Regions from separate parts of the Mus musculus genome. Here regions 2, 3, 4 and 5 are each linked to region 1. A link is a contact called in public Hi-C and promoter capture Hi-C data. All regions are on one chromosome and are shown on one strand. Each heading gives the region's core, a stretch centred on a gene start, on an enhancer-like site or on the middle of the called end of the contact. The rest is flanking DNA. Distances are from core to core; before and after follow the strand shown.

Region 1 (3,417 bases), core at 629-3,128:
TGGCCTTTGAATCATTACTTAGTGCAGAAAGAAACTCCAAAGATCTGAATAAAACTCTTCACCCACAATGCTTATGCTGTTAATTTACTTTTTTCCCCAAACAACAGGCCACATTGGTTTTAGTTTTCCTTAATAAAAGGCATTTTGTATCACTACTTATCAAAGTGTATCACATTTAACTTAGATTTTATTACCTCATAGAGAACAGTGTCTAATTCCTGACCATAATCACAAAAAGTGAAAACAGCCAGCCAGGACTATAAGCCGTGTTACAGAAATACAAATGTTAAATAAAGAGGCTCTTTACAAACGGTCTGCAATCTGGTTCTTAAAAAAAACAAAAAACAAAAACAAAACAAAAATAAGCATCTATTAGTGGCTGTCATCTAAAATGTGTACTTAATAAATGAATAGTACACACAACAACAGAAACTGAGTACACAAAACCAACTTCAGAGTAAGCAGAATGCCAGACAAAAATAGGCTGGGTCCTGCAGTTTAAGTCAATGAGACAAAGGGATGAACACAGACAATACACTACAGAAAACACTAGGATATTTTCTAAAGTATCAAATTAGGCTGCTGACAACCATCCGAAGCACCCCTGGAAGTTCTGGGGGTTGTTTCCAATTCAATGCTTTTAAGCTAACCTCTCTCCAGACACTTGGGCGGCAAATTAGCTTACCTATGGTAAAGCACTTTCTCATAGGAACAAAATAATCATGCAACCTGTCCTAGGAAAGCCTGGGAATGAAATACCGCTGTCTCAAACCCGAAGCATCAGGAAACTTGAAGCAACAGTGAACTCCAATTTGCAGGGGGAGGGAGCACAGCCCTGACAATCCTCTGACTAAGCAGTACGTCTGCTCCACCTGAGAGTTTAAGAAAACTCTGCAAGTTGGTTCGCCCAGGAAGGGTCGGTCTTGCTTCTCTGTGGACTCAACTCAAAAAGACAGATGGATCGAAGAGCATCCTAAAACGGCTTGCCCTTCTCCTCAGTCAACTAAAGTCTTGCCCCGGGGAGACAGAAGACAGACAGACAGAACGACAGACACACACACACACACAACCTCCGGCGCGCTGGCTACAAACACTCCGAAAAGAGCACGAGGCGGAGGGAAGGCACTCGGGTGGGACACGCACACCGGCGTCCGACACCCGGCCCGGGTCCGCTCGCTCGCTTGCAGAACAATGCTCCCGCCGCGCTGCCAACCTCGCAAGTTGCTGCGAGTCTGCGCGGTCCCGGGGCTCGGACCCCGGCAGGGCTGAGGTGGCTGCGGAGTGCGCGAGGGCGGCTGGCCTGGGCTCCGCCGCTCCCGGGGAAAGCGGCGCGAGAAGCCGGGCAGGCAGGGCCGCCGGGCCGTGGGGGCGGGGAAGGCCTGGCCCGGGGCTCCGCAGCCTGCTCGGGCCGCCGCCGGCGGGAGCGCGGTCGGGGCGCGCGAGGGACAATAGCGCGCGGGGAGCGTCGCTCGGGGTCGGCTGAGGCGAGCTGAGAGAGCTGACAGAAGCCGAGGAGACCTGACACGCGCGGCCCGGCTCCGCGACGCTGCGCTCGGCCCGACCGACCGCCGCTCCGTCGCCGCCCGGGGTCGTGTCTCACCTCCCAGCCCCGCCGCCCAGGAGAGGAGCAGAATTAACACTGTCGGCAACACCATCTTCCCCGGCCGCCGCCTCCTCACGGGTTAACCGCGGTGCATCGATCCTGAGGGAGCCGCGACCGGCGCTGGGTCCCGACGAGCCTCCCCGGCAGTGGCACCCGGCGAAGCGCCTCCCTCTCGCTCCACTTCAGGGGCCCAGCCGCGCGCCCTGCTCCGCCAAAACAGGGCCCTCCCTCCCCCTCGGCCTCTTCCTTCCTCCCTTCCCCGCTTCCCTGCCCTCGCTCTTCGCCTGGTCTCAGCCCCTTCCCTGAGCCGCGGCCCTCCGCCTCCTTTCTCGCCACGTGACGCGACGGCACCCAATACACTCGCGAGGCCGCACCCCTGCCTCCCGCCCCGCCCTGCTCCCCCAAGCGCCCCGGGATAATGCGCATGCGTGCCGAGGCGAGCGCCCGGGCCGCTAGGCCCCGCCGCTGCTTCCTGTCCGCTGGCGGAGAGCAGGGATTGGCCTGGGAGGGCGGGGCCGCTGGAGACTCCGCCCACCGCCCCGGGCGGGAGCGCTCTTTTCCCTGTGAAAGTGCTACCTGGTTCTTCCAGCTGTTAAGGACTGTCTCTTGGAATCACACCCTACCCCGAAGCTGTCAAGAAGGGCTTTCGGCTTCTTCGCCTCCAAAAAACTAGAGGTTTTCCTTGCTTCTCTATCTGTTTCTTTTGAAGCTCTGCAGCTGCCAAGTAAACAAAAGCAGTCCCAGCAAACCATGATTTTAGCCGCGATACACAGCTCTGATGGGAACATAAAAGGAAAGATCCAACAGGAAGAAAAAAATACCCAAAGGGGTATCTTCCCGAACCATTAGCAAATGTATGTCACCTACTAGGCCTTAGCCATAATAATAAATAAATAAATAAATAAGCCGGTGGTCCTTAGTCTCCAGCTCAGAAAATGCTCGCTTGTTAGTCTGTTTCCCTCATACCTCCTTCATGCCAACTTCTACAAAACCGGTATTTGACTTCTCATTTACTCGCTTTGATTCTTTATACTCGTATTCAAGAACTACAACTTTAGGAGTAATGGGAGGAGGGATTTGTAAGGGTGGGACTGGGAGGAGAGGAGCGGGGCTGCTCTTCGGATGTAACGCGAATGAATAAATGAAAAAAAAAAAGAACTACAACGTCTTCATCATACTTAACTCTGCTTCGGTTGACTCAAAGAATATGAGTTTATATTATTGATAATAAGAATAAATTGCAAACCTTTTACTTCCGCCCTATATATTTTCTACAACCTACATTGTTAATGTAGATAATGTGGTTTTTAAAGAAAACAGAAATAAAGATGAGAATACTTTTCCCACCCCCATCTCCCATCTCTCATCTAATTATCCCAGGTTATTCTTTGAGTGGTTATGAGGCCAAGGGTAAACATGAACTTCTGATTCCTCCCATCTTCCATGCACCGTCACACCTTACTTAAGGAATATACTTATTTTAATTGTTTTGAAAAATGAATTGTTGTTTTGCTTCACATTACTAAACTCAATACTGCAGTCAGAACTTCCCACATCATCATGATTGTCCTGTCCATTCGTTTCTACTGAAGCATATAAAATCAATACAGAGTAACTGAATGCTGTTATTTCTTTTTCCTTTTGTAAAGTGTCTATTCTGAGTAACCTGCAGACATGTTGCTTATCACATGCGCTGTTTCTGCCTTATGTACTCACAGGCAGTAGAAGTTTTGACTTTTTGAGTTATTAATCCATCTCTGTGACAAGTTTGATATTAGGTAGTATTGTTTATAATCAATTCTAATAATCATAAG
Region 2 (3,417 bases), core at 538-3,037, 480 kb before region 1:
GTGTCTAATGTTGGTCTCCGTCATAGCCAGCCCTGTGACAAGCAAGACTGCCCCGTGCTTTTGCTACAGGCAGTGCTTGGCACACAGCAAGTATGCCATAAATATTTGTCAGGTGAGTGAGCGTGGACTCTGAAGAACACGCTTTGTGTCTTATTAGCTGAAGTCAGAGCAATAAAGTCCTGTTCCTCTGGTCGAGCCACCAGGACTTGGGCATAATGTGGTCATAGGAAACTCTCCAAGACAAAGCTATCCATGATCACCTAACCAGGAGTTAAAGCAAACTTCTGGGTGTTTCAGCTACATCCTCATCATGACCATTTAATCAGGAATTAAAGTCGAAATGCTAGATTGTTTTTTATTTATTTATTTTTTAAATTTATAGTATTGACCTCTTCGGTCTGAACTGTAAACTTTACCTGCAGCTTAGGTGTTTGATCCTGCCTCTGGGCTCTTCCCAGCTGCTCTGCTCACAGCCTCCCCTCACCCCTTCCAGCCTGCCTCCTCAGCTGGAAATGATTGAGGGCCTCCTGCAAAGGTAGAGGAGGGCCCCAAAGAAGACTGGGAACTGGGCAGGCTGCTCTGAGGGAGGGAAGGAGGGTGGGAGGGAGGGAGGGAGGGAGGGAGCATAGCATGGGTTCAAGTCAGTGGACTGCCTGGGGGTGTTTAGAGACTACTGCCTCCAATTCCGTCTTTTCAGACAAACCAGCTTTGGAAATCAGGGCTTGCTTATTGATCAGGTCAAGAAGCTATTATAAGATGTAGTCTGTTGCCTGTGAGGATGTTAATTCATCAGATTTAAACTAGATACCTTAGTGGGGCATAGTTACTCCTCTCTTCTTTAACTGGGATGGGATTGACTGGTCAGAGGGCTAGAATTCCAGTCCTCTGCTTTCTCTATCTTTCTGATTCTTGAATCCTAAACTCTGTTTACCAGATAGGGAGACCACTTCAGTGAACAAGAGGGAGTTCCCATCTTGTCCCATAAACACCTTAACACCCTCCCCTCCCCTCCCCCCTCTTTCCCTCCCTCCCTCCTCCCCCCCCTTTTTTCCTCTCAAGACAGGGTTTCTCTATATAGCCCCAACTGTCCTGGAACTCATGTAGACCAGGCTGGGCCCTTGAACTCACAGAGATCAACCTGTCTCTGCACACACACACACACACACACACACACACACACACCTCACCCCCCACCCTACCCCCAGCGCTGGGATTAAAGGCAGCACTAACCCAATGCCCCATAAACTTACATTTCGGAGCCTTTAAACTGCCCTTCCATAAGTTAATTTAGTTATTTCTGGAGCCCTTCAGAAAGACTCCAGCAGTCCCATGAACTCCCCGAGGCACTACTAGAGCCAGCCTAGTCTCTTTCCCTTACACTCTCCAGTTTGGAAGAAAACCTTCAGGAGAGAATGTTCACAGTGAAGGTGTCTATACCTGATTGAACTATTCTAAATTACACCCAAACTGCCCACTTCCGAATAGGAGAAAACAAATCATCAGAAGGCTGAAGTTGTGTAACAGGTAAATCTCTTCTGGACCAAGGCCCATCTCTGGTTTGGCAACCCAACCAACGTAGCATCTCTTTTCTCATCTCCTGGAAAAAAAAAAAAAAAAGAAAGAAAGCCAACAGAGAAAAAGTAGCCAGAGAACAGAGAATAAAGGTAATGATTAATCTGTCAAGTACAAAAAGAGTCATTTTGAGGATTTGGAATTATAACTCATTAATGCAAACAAATAGCAATGAGCTGGGAGGGAGGGAGGGGCTGACAGCAGAGGCAGACAAGGATTAAGTCACAGTTCCTAATTAGGACAGGCTCTCTGACACAGTCAGGTATCTCTTTAGTCGCCTCCAGAGATCCGTGCAGAGCTAAGTGAGCTTGGTTTTTTTAAAATTCTTTTTTGTTTGGTTTGGTTTTCATGTGGTAGTGAAGGCAGGAAACTGAGCGAGCAGACCTTGGTGGAAAGCTTACCTCTGGCAGAAACCCCAAGATGCCTTCTGAGAAGGACCGAGCCAAGAAGAACCTCGTGCAGAGGCTGGCCCTGAAGAGCTGTCTGGCTAAGGAGACACTCTCTGAGTTCCTGGGCACCTTTATAATGATTGTGAGTATTGCTCGATTTCCATTTTCCCAGTTCAGACCTAACCCCGCCTTCCTGGCTGCCAGGCGTCTGGAGCAGGGCGTTTGTTTTTTTGTTTTCCCTGATTATCAGTTCCAGTCCCTTCTAGGAGGCAGCAAGTCACTTTCTAGGTTACTTGACTATTTGGTGACCATTAAGAGCTTCGTTCGCTCTTAACGTGTAGCCAAGACAGTTGATAGGAGTGGAGAAGGGGGAAGGGGAGTACTTCTTCATTTTAAAATGTCTCAAAGTGGCTTTTATGATGAAAGAGTTGCTAGACATTGCTTCCCATTTGGTGACTGAGTCATCTGAAACAAACATTAATGGTCAATAGATAGCGTGGAACAGGCTGCCAAGAGAGGTGCCTGGCAGTTTTGTTTGTTTGTTTGTTTGTTTATTTATTTATTTATTTATTTGTGTGTGTGCACGAATGCACACAAGTGCATCTGAAAATGGCCTGGCAGTTTTATTTATTTGTTTGTTTGTTTGTTTATTTATTTATTTATGTGTGTGCACCAATGCACACAAGTGCATCTGAAAATGGCCTGCTGGAGTCAGCTCTCCTTCCACCATCCTTCCACCATGTGGACTCTAGGGATGGAGCTCAGGTCATCAGGCCCGGCAACAGGGACTTTTATCTCGTGAGTCATCTCACCGGACCTACTTAGTAAATCAGAACTTGGGGTTAGTATGGTGTGTGTGTGTGTGTGTGTGTGTGTGTGTGTAGCCTTGTGTTGGTTTCATATAATTTCTCCCTTTTGATTGAACTTGACTTGAGCAAATCTCTCAAGGTCTTTAAATTGAACTTCATAGAGTTAAACATGGACAGGCCTAAGAATCTCAAAAAGAGATTGGCTCAGCTATGAAAACAAACAAAACAAAGAATAAAACAGAGACCAGAAACTATTGCTACTTTCTGAACTGGTGTGAGCCCTGGCCTCAGGCTTTTTTTAAAATGGGACAGCTATTTATTTCTATTTATCTATTTATTTATTTATTTATTTATTTATTTATTTATTTATTTATTTTGGTTTTTCGAGACAGGGTTTCTCTTTATAGCCCTGGCTGTCCTGGAACTCACTTTGTAGACCAGGCTGGCCTGGAACTCAGAAATCCGCCTGCCTCTGCCTCCCGAGTGCTGGGATTAAAGGTGTGTGCCACCACACCCGGCTTATTTAATTTTTTAGAAAACACACCTGCCAGAGAGAGAGACAGAGAGACAGGGAGACTCTTACTTCAGGTATAATTTCAGCTTCTCGTTCTCAAATATTTCTCTCTTTTATTTATATGAGTACACTG
Region 3 (3,417 bases), core at 610-3,109, 470 kb after region 1:
CCATAAACACATTGATTTTGGGTTTTTTTTAGAAATATTGAACCACGGAAAGTAATTACAGCAATTCTTAGGCACCAGGACTATCACTGTTCAAGTTCAAGCGGTCAGAGGCTGGAGAAACTCCACCCATGAGGCACACCATGAGGGTGGACTGACTTCTGAAACCTCGAAACTGGCGGGGGAAGCTTATTTATAAATGAAGTATTCTCTCTCAGGGGCAAAGGTGACATAATTTTGAACTATGTGGAAAGTAAAAGCTTGGGGCCAGGATGCCCTTTAAAGGTTTCGTTTGTTTTTAAAATCATTCTTTTGAATAAACAGCGCGGGGGGGCAAGGACTGTTTGTGAACTGAATGTGGGTTCTACCCGGGCGTGCGCTGCGGATGCTTGGCGCTGGGGATCTGGGATACAGATTTCTCAAGCCAGCGCTATGCTAGGCATCTTTTTTAGTAAGCTTCACCCTCACCGCCAGTAAACAATGAGAAAGCCAGGAGGACAAGCTCCTCCACCACGAAGCAAGTGTGGAAACTTTGAAGCCTTCTAAAACCTTTTAAAAGTTTTTTTTTTAAGTTTTTAAAGTCCCCCCCCTTTCGGTCCGGGTGGCTGGCAATGTCTCTAAAATTCAATCTTTGTTTTTGTCCTTCAGTAGGAAAGCCACACCACGGCAAAGCCCAGGGGATGTGGCTAAGGTTATTTGGGATTGAGAGAGGAGGGTGGCTGGGCTGGGGACTTAGTCTCAAATGAGTTACAGAGAGGCTGTCCAACCCAGACACTCCCCCAAGTACCAAGTGGGAAAGAACAAAACCAGGAACGATCTCCGAGAGGGTGGCGGTCCTCTCGAGCTGGGGACCGGGTGGGGCCCTCCTCAGGAGGTGTTTACCCTACACAGGGACCCTACAGGCCTGGGCTCCCGGCCAGTTTGGCTGCCGCTGCGCGCTGTCGTCAGAGTCCCTGCAGCCCGGGCCACCGCCAGGTGCTCCGCAGTACCTGGCGCCCCTGCCTGCCTTTGTGCAGCGCTCGGCCCATCACCAGCGCAGGCGGGGCTGCCTAGGTCCTCCCCAATGCCAGGAGAACAACTGCGGGATCAGCCTGCCAGGGAGCTCACGCCAGTGCCTGCCCAGGGGAGAGGACCCGAGGGACACAGGCGTGCCCCTCACCTTCTCTAGAGGAGAAAAAAGTCTCCGGTCCCACGGCTGTGCCGGTGAAAACAGACGTGCCCACTCTCAAGCTTCAGACAGCTGGCAGCCACAACAACATTGGCACCAAAACTTTCGCGGCGCAGAAAGTCACTCCAGAGAGTTTTTCTTGTCCCTCCTCTCTCCCTCTTCCCGTTTAAGACCCGGTTTACAGCAAACAGCAGGAAATCAGCGCTCCAGAAGTGCACACTCCCGCGTCCACCTTCTCCACCCCCTGGCCTGGGCAGCTTGCCCAAGGTAGGTGCCCGCTCCGGGGCTTCCTGCCCCATCCCAGGGTCAGGCGTCCTGGGACGCGGCGCAGCCAACTCACCATGGTGACTCCCGCCGCGGTCGCGCCTCCGCCGGGTCCCGCTGCCTAGGCACTGAGGCTGGAACGCGGTCTCCTGGGCGAACTTCAAAAGTTGGTTCCCTTCGCCAAAAAACAAGCTCCCGACACCCAAGCACTCACAGGAGCCAATGGAAATCCAAGAGGGACTCCATCCAGGCGGGATCCGAAACGCTAGGTGAAGGCAAAACTTAGCAGACCCGGTGCACACTCAGACCTGGCGATCCCCAACTGTCTAGAGATGCACCCTGATGCGCTCTGCGGGATTGCTTGTCCAACTGCTTTGCCTGGACCCGCTTTCTCTTAACACTTAATCCGAACTCTTCTCTGGCTCAGGCTGGGCTCGGGCCGGGCAATCTGTCCATAAATGGAGAATTCAGCACAGGCCTGACCAATCAGAATTTGTTTTCGCAGCGTCACTCCTCAGGGAAGCCGAGGTAGCCAACAAGCGTGAACTACAAGAGTTTACAAAGGCCTCTGGATCCTGTAGTCCTGCGGCCTCGCTACCCCGCAGAGCGCGCCGCTGTCCTAGCCGTCCCCAGGGAGCCACCCCCAAACCGAAGGGATGAAAACACTTGGGGAGGTTAGGAAACCGCGCTCCTGTCGCTTCTCTTTACGGAGAAACTTAGCATCGACTTAGCTCCCACTCACAAGTCGCATGATTTTCCTAGATTCTTTTTTTTAAAGAAATATTTTTAACTGCTTAAAAGATCACAAAGTCGCAGCTCAAAGGAAATCCTTTTTCTTTTCTTCTCTCTCTCTTTCTCTCTTTCTCTCTTTTTTTTTTCTTTCTGGATTGTGAGGGAAGTCGAAAATACTTCCTCCACCCGTCTTTTGTACCTGAATTAATTTCCTTGGGAAGGGAGAGGAAGGGAGGGAGGGAGGGGGGGGAGAGAGAGAGAGAGAGAGAGAGAGGGAGAGAGAGAGAGAGAGAGAGAGAGAGAGAGAGAGAGAGAGAGAGAGAGAGGAGGAAGGAGAAGGAGAAGGAGAAGGAGAAGGAGAAGGAGAAGGAGAAGGAGAAGGAGAAGGAGAAGGAGAAGGAGAAGGAGAAGGAGAAGGAGAAGGAGAAGGAGAAGGAGAAGGAGAAGGAGAAGAAGAAGAAGAAGAAGAAGAAGAAGAAGAAGAAGAAGAAGAAGAAGAAGAAGAAGAAGAAGAAGAAGAAGAAGAAGAAGAAGAAGAAAAGAGAGAGACAGAGACCTTGGTCCTCGCGGTGTCCGGTTTCAGGAAGCCAGGTAGCCTAGGAGAGAGGGGAACGGGGATTCCTAAAACAGTATTAGGGAGTCTGACTCCTGGTGAAAGGGAAGACTGAGGAAGTAAACTCGCAGGGCCTCTGCGGGGCTGCGCTCCCAGGATCTGAGGAAGAAGAGTTCAGGAAGAAAAGAGCACAGAAAATCTTGAGATTCGGTCGTCCCCATTCACGTGAACCTAGGATCCTAGAGTTGCAACGGATAGTAAAAAATCAAATCATCTTGGCTAGGACGAGTTTTGCTCTTTGTTTTAATGTGGTGCATACCTTCAGAGGACTATGGCCAAACCAGGAAAAGGAGCGAATGCTGATACACCCTGCAACAGAGAAGGACCCAGGAAACCTAATTATGTGAAAGAGGTTGAGGTCAAAGTTCAGGAGGAACAATTCCGTGTGTTACAGTGGTGGGTAGGAAATGCTGCAGAGAGTAGTAGATCTTGGTTGGCTGCTCGGGACAGGTGTGGTGTGTAGAGGGACAGCTGATGGAACAAAGGGGCTTTGTCTTGTGGGGAGTGGTCCAAGGATGTCCCCTAGGTACTGATGTTGGTAGTAAAGCTGACTATACCCAAAACCGCTGAATTGTGCGTTTTAGAGTAAGAATCTTCTGAATTACATCAATTTTTTAAAGGAGGGAGAGGCACACACACGCCT
Region 4 (3,417 bases), core at 274-2,773, 340 kb before region 1:
AACAGACTCCCACACATTGTCTTCTGACCTATGGGTATATATGAAGCACACACGCACACACACACCACCTGACACCTTTCATGTGTGGAGAGTCTAAGCTGTTTAGCCTGGAGTAGGGTCCCACATCTTTACTTGGCGAGAGCTGTGCAGCTAGCAGAGAGGTTCTAATGCACCAGCCTCCTAGGTGAACCAGGGCACCTCTCCCCGCCACTTGCTTTCTCCACTTCATTTCTTTTGGAACACTTCATTGAGTTTCAGCTTCTCAGAAAAATCTGCACCAGGCAAGAAAGAGAGTTGCCACATCAATAGTCACATCTGAGTGTCCCCAGGAGAGTTCCTAAAACTAAGCCTTGGTCCTTCCTATGCAAAATGGCCATCTGTGTTAGAGTGGGCATTTAAGACGATCATATTTCTAGGTGATTGTTGAACAAAGCCAGCTTATTTTGTGTCAGAGCTCTATATCGGCAGAGCATAGAGCTCTCTTAAAGTGGGCAAGAGGAATCCTCTCTCTCTCTCTCTCTCTCTCTCTCTCTCTCTCTCTCTGTGTGTGTGTGTGTGTGTGTGTGTGTGTGTGTGTGTGTGTGTGTGTGTGTGTCTGTCTGTCTGTCTGTCTGTCTGTCTGTCAAAGCCAGAGGCTGGTGTTGGATGTTTCCACTAGACCTGGAGCTCACTGATTGGCTAGATTGACTGGCTAGTGACCCCCCCCAGGGATCTCCCTGTGTCTGTCTGCCCAGCACAGGGACTATGGGGTCGTGCATTCTGTGTCTGGTTTTGCTTTAAGTACTAGGGATCTGAATTCAGGTCTTAATGTTTGTTCTGAGGGTATTTTATCCCTAAACCATCTCCCCTGCCTGTCATAGGGTTCTCCCTGGCTTACAGACATATCTGTCCATATTCAAGTTTGGAAGCAAGTGCCACCACAAGATCTTGTCAGCAAAGAGATTCCAACTGCTCTCCAACACAGGAGACCTTTGATGCTTTTTCTTTCCTAGATTAAAGCTTAAGAAAGGTAAAAAGTATGTTTGAACCAAGAAAGGCCACAAAGGGACTATTAAAGACCTAAAAGTGAGTAAATAAATAAACAAACAAAAAGAAGCCTAGATTAAAAAACGCCACCTTCCTACACACACACACACACACACACACACACACACACACACACACACACACTCCCAAGCCCTTCTGTCAAGGCTAAGGAAGCCATCTGGATTGAACAAGCTTGATTTAGGAATCTGGCTTTGTTGGGTCTGGCTGAAAAGTTCCACCAGAAATGTTCCTGGACAGCAGAGCACCTAACTACTCTGGGCCTCTACAGCAGCAACTCTCTCTCACGAGCTGGCCCTAGCTCCCAGCAAGAACCATCAGCTCAGTCCTTCCATTTAGTGCCTCTGGTCTGAGTCCTGCACCACACTGGATCCCTTCTGAGATGTAAAAAGCAAATCCCTCCCATAGGCCCCAGCCAATAGATCTGTAGGCTTTGCAGGGCTCCATGAGTCTTCTCTGTCTATACATAGTAACTTCCAGCCTCCGGGGGTGGGAGTCTGGGGCAGAAGTGAGCCCATATGCCATTCGGAAGGTGCCAGAAGCATACACTGTTCCTAAGGACTTTTGACCAATCACAAACTCTGACTCATAGATAAGACTCATCCTTGCTGGAAACCCCTGAGAGGCAACTTCCCCCTCACACACCAAGGTTCCAGCCCAGCTCCAGCTCCCACGTCTCTGAGCTTCCATAGCTAACAGGAGACATCATAGGTTCTTTAAAAAACAAAAGATTTATTTATTTATTATATGTGAGTACATTGTAGCTGTCTTCAGACACTCCAGAAGATGGAGTCAGATCTCATTACAGATGTTTGTGAGCCACCATGTGGTTGCTGGTATTTGAACTCAGAACCTTCAGAAGGGCAGTCAGTGCTCTTAACCTCTGAGACATCTCTCCAGCCCAACATGATAGGTTTTTAATGAGGAATGAGATATTTTTTATATTGTTTTCCTCACAACAGTGGCTTTTAAGCAAGGAGATTCCCAGATGTGCTTGAGAAAGGCCCCTGGGGACTGTGGGAGAAGAGGTGGGAGGGTGGAGGGGACCTGGCTCCACATCAAAGTAGCTAAAAAGCTTACAGTTACCTGTGTCTGGCAAGAGCTTGCCACCTCTAGAGCACCTGGCAGGGACAGCTCTTCTGAATGCCATGTGCAGAATTTTACATGTGCCCTCTGTACCACTTTCCTACAGTCCCCAGAACCATTACATTTCCACAGATGGAGACACAGACACTCAGAGAGGTGAGGTAACCCCTCCAACAGCACACGGCCAGAGAGCAGAACTGCACAAAAGTACAAACAAGCCCTTCCCCAAACCTGGACTCTTTCTGCTGTCTTGTTCCGCATCTAGAGAACTTAGCAAGTTCTCAATGTAGTTGCTTCTTAAAACAATTAATACAGGAACATTTTTAAAGAAAAGGACTAATAGGAGCTATAATGAGGAAAAAGGCCGAAATGCCAATGGTAGAATCACCTGGAAGGAAAGCACCAATGTCTACATTGGATTGGCCTCTGAACATGTCTGTGGGGGGTTGTCTTAATTGATGTGGGAAGAGCCAGTCCAGTGTGGGTGACACCATTTCCTATGTAAGAGTCCTGAATACTCTTAGAGTGGGGAGATCAAACATGGGTGAGCAGCCTCGTGAGCGGGCAGTGCACTCATTCTTGTCTGCTCTTGACTGTGGTGTGATGGGACTAGCTGTTGCACTTCCTGCCTTGACTCCCCTTCTGCCAAGGACTGTATCTGGAATGTAAGCTAAAATAAACCCTTCCTCCCCTCAGGTTGGTTTTTGCCAGGGTATCTTTTTCTCACAGACTCAAAAATAAAACTAGGTCATGACCCAATGTCAGCTTTTCTTACTTTCAGTTTCACTCTTTCCATAAATTATATTGATTTGGAACAATGGCACCTCACTCTCCACATGGTGGATATAACAGTTCACATAACACAGTAACTTTACTGTTAAGACAGCGTCTCTTGAACTCACTGTGTAGTGGAGGATGAGCTGAGCTTCTGATCCTCCTGCCTCCACCCTTCAGGTGCTGGGATTCTACCTCCACGATGGGTCTATATAATGTTGAAGATCAATCAACCCATCCATCCCAGGCATTCTACCCACTGAGCGCCATCCACAGCACATCGCTTTGGTAATTCATTTCCTCACTTTGTATCTTCGTTTTATCCTCATAGTAAGAACACATATGTGCTCATATATATAAAATGGGGCTTATATATTGTATATTCTCTTTTATCTGTCTTCATTTGATCCTTCAGTGGCTAATCGCTGTTGTCATCTTCCATCATCATGGAAGCTGTGTCCCATAGCATAGACCCTTCTTCAGAACTGATGGGTCTCCCCAGCTGCTGGAAAG
Region 5 (3,417 bases), core at 471-2,970, 310 kb before region 1:
TTGTTTTGGGGTTTTTTGTTTTTTGATTTTTCTCCCCCCTATAAAATGGCTTACATTTAGGTTTAGGACTCTTAAGTTCCAGGACCCAGGCTTGCCCCAACATACCACTGAAATCCTACACACACATACACACACACACACACACACAGAGAGAGAGAGAGAGAGAGAGAGAGAGAGAGAGAGAGAGAGAGAACAGCACAGCACAGCACAGCACAGGACAGGACAGGACAGCACAGGACAGCACAGGATAGGACAGGACAGCACAGCTCAGGACAACACAGGACACACAGGATAGGACAGGACAGGACAGCACAGCACAGCACAGCACAGCACAGCACAGCACAGCACAGCACAGCACAGCACAGCACAGCACAGGACAGCACAGCACAGCACAGCACAGCACAGCACAGCACAGCACAGCACAGGACAGCGCAGCATAGCGCTGCACAGCACAGCACAGCACAGGACAGGACAGCACAGGACAGCACAGGACAACACAGGACAGCACAGGATAGGACAGGACAGCACAGCACAGGACAACACAGGACACACAGGATAGGACAGGACAGCACAGCACAGCACAGGACAGCACAGCACAGGACAGCACAGCACAGGACAGCACAGCACAGCACAGCACAGCACAGCACAGGACAGCACAGGACAGCACAGCACAGGACAGGACAGCACAGCACAGCACAGGACAGCACAGGACAGCACAGCACAGCACAGGACAGCACAGGACAGCACAGCACAGCACAGCACAGCACAGGACAGCACAGCACAGCACAGGACAGCACAGCACAGCACAGCACAGCACAGCACAGCACAGCACAGCACAGGACAGCACAGCACAGCACAGGACAGCACAGCACAGGACAGCACAGCACAGGACAGGACAGCACAGCACAGCACAGCACAGCACAGGACAGCACAGCACAGCACAGCACAGCACAGCACAGGACAGGACAGCACAGCACAGGACAGCACAGCACAGCACAGCACAGCACAGCACAGCACAGCACAGCACAGCACAGCACAGCACAGGACAGCACAGCACAGCACAGCACAGCACAGGACAGCACAGCACAGGACAGCACAGCACAGCACAGCACAGCACAGCACAGCACAGCACAGCACTGGACAGCGTATCAGACCCAAAGCTGGCTCTGTTTCTTCAGGAAGTTCAGAGAGCAGAGCAGAGTCAAGCTTGTTAACTACAGAGAGCTTGGGTGTTGCTCCCCTAAGTGTAGCTGGTAAGAGTTTTGACTTGGAGATTCCATGCAGCCCTAGCACTTCCTTGTCACAAAAACCGAAGCCTCCAGGCTTCCAGAAACACTGCAGCACTGCTCTTGATAAAATCATTTAACTTGTGGTCAGCCCTGAAGGGGAAGGGACCCTTAGTCACCCTCAGCACCCACAGTCCTTCTATAGGGCTGGCACCTACTGTCCGGTCTCCTTTTCATCTCATATCCTCTGTGAGAGGACTCTGCATGACACTTCACATCTCTGGGACTTTGCACCACAGGAGGCAAATACAAAGCCACAGGTTTCCCGTTGCCCTGTTATTTCATGACATAAAAGAAAGCACCCACCCAGGGAGGTAGACTTTGAAAACTGTGTTTCCCTGCATTAGCATGCCTTTGATGTGCATAGACCACAGAGGGAGGCATGGATGTAGACTAAGCTGGCAGCTGGGCCTTTCTGCTCTTCTCTGGTTCACTGCCCCTTTCTGCTTGGGAGCACAGAGCCCCACAAATAGTGGACAGCCTGTAAACATCTGGGGCATATCTGGGATGGTGAAACAGACAACTTCCTGAAGCGCATCACCTGACAAGCCCAACATCAAACCTTTGACATCACAAACACAAGATCAGAACTGGCTCCTCCGGCTGGTACCAAGCTTCCAGTCTTTTCATTGTCCTAGAATGGAAGTCCTGGGGAAATCCCAATTTCTTGGAGTTCACTGCCTTAGTAGCTTGATTCTCGGTGGTTCTATTCAACAGAGATCATTCTGGAACTTTCAACGCAGTGATGTTCAAGAGGCTCATGTGGCTGCATATTCCAGAGGGCTTCAGTTTCAGGGTCTGTTTCTCGCTGTGTGATTTTTCTGACTGACTGCATCAGAACCACCTCTTCTTATCCCACCACCCTCAGAGCCTGGAGCAGAAAAGGCTGGAGTCTGCTGTACAGCTGGTGTGTGTGGTCCAGAGGCCATCAAAACAAAACAACCACAGCTGTAAGCATCCAGCGGAAATGTTCCATTGAGACACTTGTGCCCCAACTTTTGGCTGTCAAACTACTGAGGCAACAAACTCCAAGAAATTGGAATTTCCCCAGGATTTCCATTCTAGGACAATGAGAAGCCTGGAAGCTTGGTACCAGCCAAAGGAACCAATTGGGATCTTGTCTCCAAGAGATTGACAGCTTGTCAGGCAGCTTCCAACTGAGACCAGCTGAGACCAGCAGAGACCAGCTGAGGCCAGCTGAGACCATGATGAAGGGCAGGACCTCACCTTGACCATGACTGCTTACCTGTACAAGTTTGCCCTCTATTTTAACCCCAAATTTCTCTTTACGATCTGAAAATGGACTTGGGAGGAGCTCTCTGGACCTCTTTGTTTCTCTTTTCAATGCATAAACATAATTTTTCTGTGTTTTACTAGTATGTCCACTAAGTCAGCCTGGATAACAGCAGCAGGGGCAGATGTGCCTAGTTGTTAGGGCTGCCAGGGTTTGGGCTCCCACCCTAAAAGTTCTGATAGTGTAATCCCTGCAGTGTTAGAGCAGAATATGAGCATCACCAAGGGTTCCCTCTCCTCTTCACCTCTTGGTTTAACTGTTTCCAGCAAACCAAGGGAGATCACTGTACCCCAACTCAGAAATTTCCTGTACTGACAGAATTTCTGTCAGCTTGACACATGCTAGGGTCATCTAGGAAGAAGGCTCTTCAGTTGAGAAAATGCCTCCAACAGATTGGGTGGTAGACAAGTCTGTGGCAACTTTCTTGATTAATATTATATTTGTTTCCTTTGTTTTCTTTCCAAGGGCAACTTGGAAAGAAAAAGATTTATTTGGCTGGCATATCCCCGAGTCACACAGTCCATTGAGGGAAGTTAAGGCAGGAACCTGAAGGCAGGAACTGAAGCAGAGGCCATGGAGGAGTGATGCTTATTGGCTTGCTCCTCCTGATTGGTTCAGTTTGCTTTCTAATCCATCCAGGGACAGCACCACCCATAGTGGGCAGGGCCCTTCTACGTGAAGGAGTGGAAAGTTTGTGAGATTTTGTGAAGTAGACAAAACTTCACAAATGTCTGGGAAAGCTGAAAGTTACAAAATTCTCAAGAGCTCCTCCCTGTCTTGAGGTCTCTGTTGCTGTAAAGAGACACTGTGACCAAGGAAACTCTTATAAAGGATATT

The links. Promoter capture Hi-C pulls out the DNA fragments that hold promoters and counts their contacts. Hi-C and Micro-C count contacts between places; a contact is called where the count stands out from the background.
Region 2: a contact with region 1 is called in a promoter capture Hi-C map of erythroid cells, with 16 times the contacts expected there. The contact joins the promoter of Aqp9 here to the promoter of Adam10 in region 1. A contact is called at or near these places in 10 of 39 promoter capture datasets (the 3T3-L1 cell line, the C10 cell line, the HPC-7 cell line and 7 more), 6 of 484 Hi-C or Micro-C datasets (the G1E-ER4 cell line, bone marrow-derived macrophages, embryonic stem cells and 2 more), 10 of 115 datasets of contacts at active chromatin or transcription factors (astrocytes, bone marrow-derived macrophages, effector CD8 T cells and 4 more) and 5 of 9 other capture datasets (adipose tissue, bone marrow-derived macrophages, embryonic stem cells and 2 more).
Region 3: a contact with region 1 is called in a Hi-C map of cardiomyocytes, with 2.7 times the contacts expected there. The contact joins the promoter of Myo1e here to the promoter of Adam10 in region 1. A contact is called at or near these places in 1 of 39 promoter capture datasets (pre-B cells), 2 of 484 Hi-C or Micro-C datasets (cardiomyocytes and embryonic stem cells) and 1 of 115 datasets of contacts at active chromatin or transcription factors (microglia).
Region 4: a contact with region 1 is called in a Hi-C map of cerebral cortex, with 3 times the contacts expected there. The contact joins the enhancer-like site here to the promoter of Adam10 in region 1. A contact is called at or near these places in 5 of 39 promoter capture datasets (the C10 cell line, cranial neural crest, liver and 1 more), 1 of 15 datasets of contacts at CTCF or cohesin (large pre-B cells), 2 of 484 Hi-C or Micro-C datasets (bone marrow-derived macrophages and cerebral cortex), 14 of 115 datasets of contacts at active chromatin or transcription factors (bone marrow-derived macrophages, craniofacial prominence, embryonic hindbrain and 7 more) and 1 of 9 other capture datasets (adipose tissue).
Region 5: a Hi-C map of pro-B cells shows a contact between it and region 1, with 3 times the contacts expected there. The contact joins the enhancer-like site here to the promoter of Adam10 in region 1. A contact is called at or near these places in 7 of 39 promoter capture datasets (the C10 cell line, embryonic stem cells, hippocampal neurons and 3 more), 1 of 15 datasets of contacts at CTCF or cohesin (large pre-B cells), 2 of 484 Hi-C or Micro-C datasets (adipose-derived mesenchymal stem cells and pro-B cells), 16 of 115 datasets of contacts at active chromatin or transcription factors (acute myeloid leukemia, bone marrow-derived macrophages, embryonic forebrain and 11 more) and 2 of 9 other capture datasets (liver and pancreatic islet).

What each region holds. Positions count from the first base shown.
Region 1 is chr9:70,677,443-70,680,859 of GRCm38.p6, reverse strand. Adam10 (a disintegrin and metallopeptidase domain 10) reads right to left here and starts at 1,878. Exons shown (of 16, transcript NM_007399.4): 1 at 1,601-1,878. The coding sequence starts at 1,655.
Region 2 is chr9:71,161,659-71,165,075 of GRCm38.p6, reverse strand. It overlaps Aqp9 (aquaporin 9), which reads left to right and starts at 1,787. Exons shown (of 6, transcript NM_022026.3): 1 at 1,787-2,103. The coding sequence starts at 1,993.
Region 3 is chr9:70,205,792-70,209,208 of GRCm38.p6, reverse strand. Myo1e (myosin IE) reads right to left here and starts at 1,859. Exons shown (of 28, transcript NM_181072.3): 1 at 1,506-1,859. The coding sequence starts at 1,508. The region is part of intron 1 of Gm26849 (a long non-coding RNA gene); the gene reads left to right.
Region 4 is chr9:71,014,292-71,017,708 of GRCm38.p6, reverse strand. Gm46119 (a long non-coding RNA gene) reads left to right here. Exons shown (of 4, transcript XR_001779225.1): 4 at 1-1,792. Among named protein-coding and RNA genes, the nearest start is that of Gm46119, 12 kb to the left of the region's middle. Within about 2 kb of position 1,523, at least 22 of the 459 cell types and tissues checked have an H3K27ac peak or open chromatin away from gene starts, as enhancers often do. A contact at or near this core is called in cerebral cortex and pro-B cells, where this site is marked.
Region 5 is chr9:70,985,669-70,989,085 of GRCm38.p6, reverse strand. No RefSeq gene overlaps it. Among named protein-coding and RNA genes, the nearest start is that of Gm32074, 7.0 kb to the right of the region's middle. Within about 2 kb of position 1,720, at least 42 of the 459 cell types and tissues checked have an H3K27ac peak or open chromatin away from gene starts, as enhancers often do. A contact at or near this core is called in pro-B cells, where this site is marked.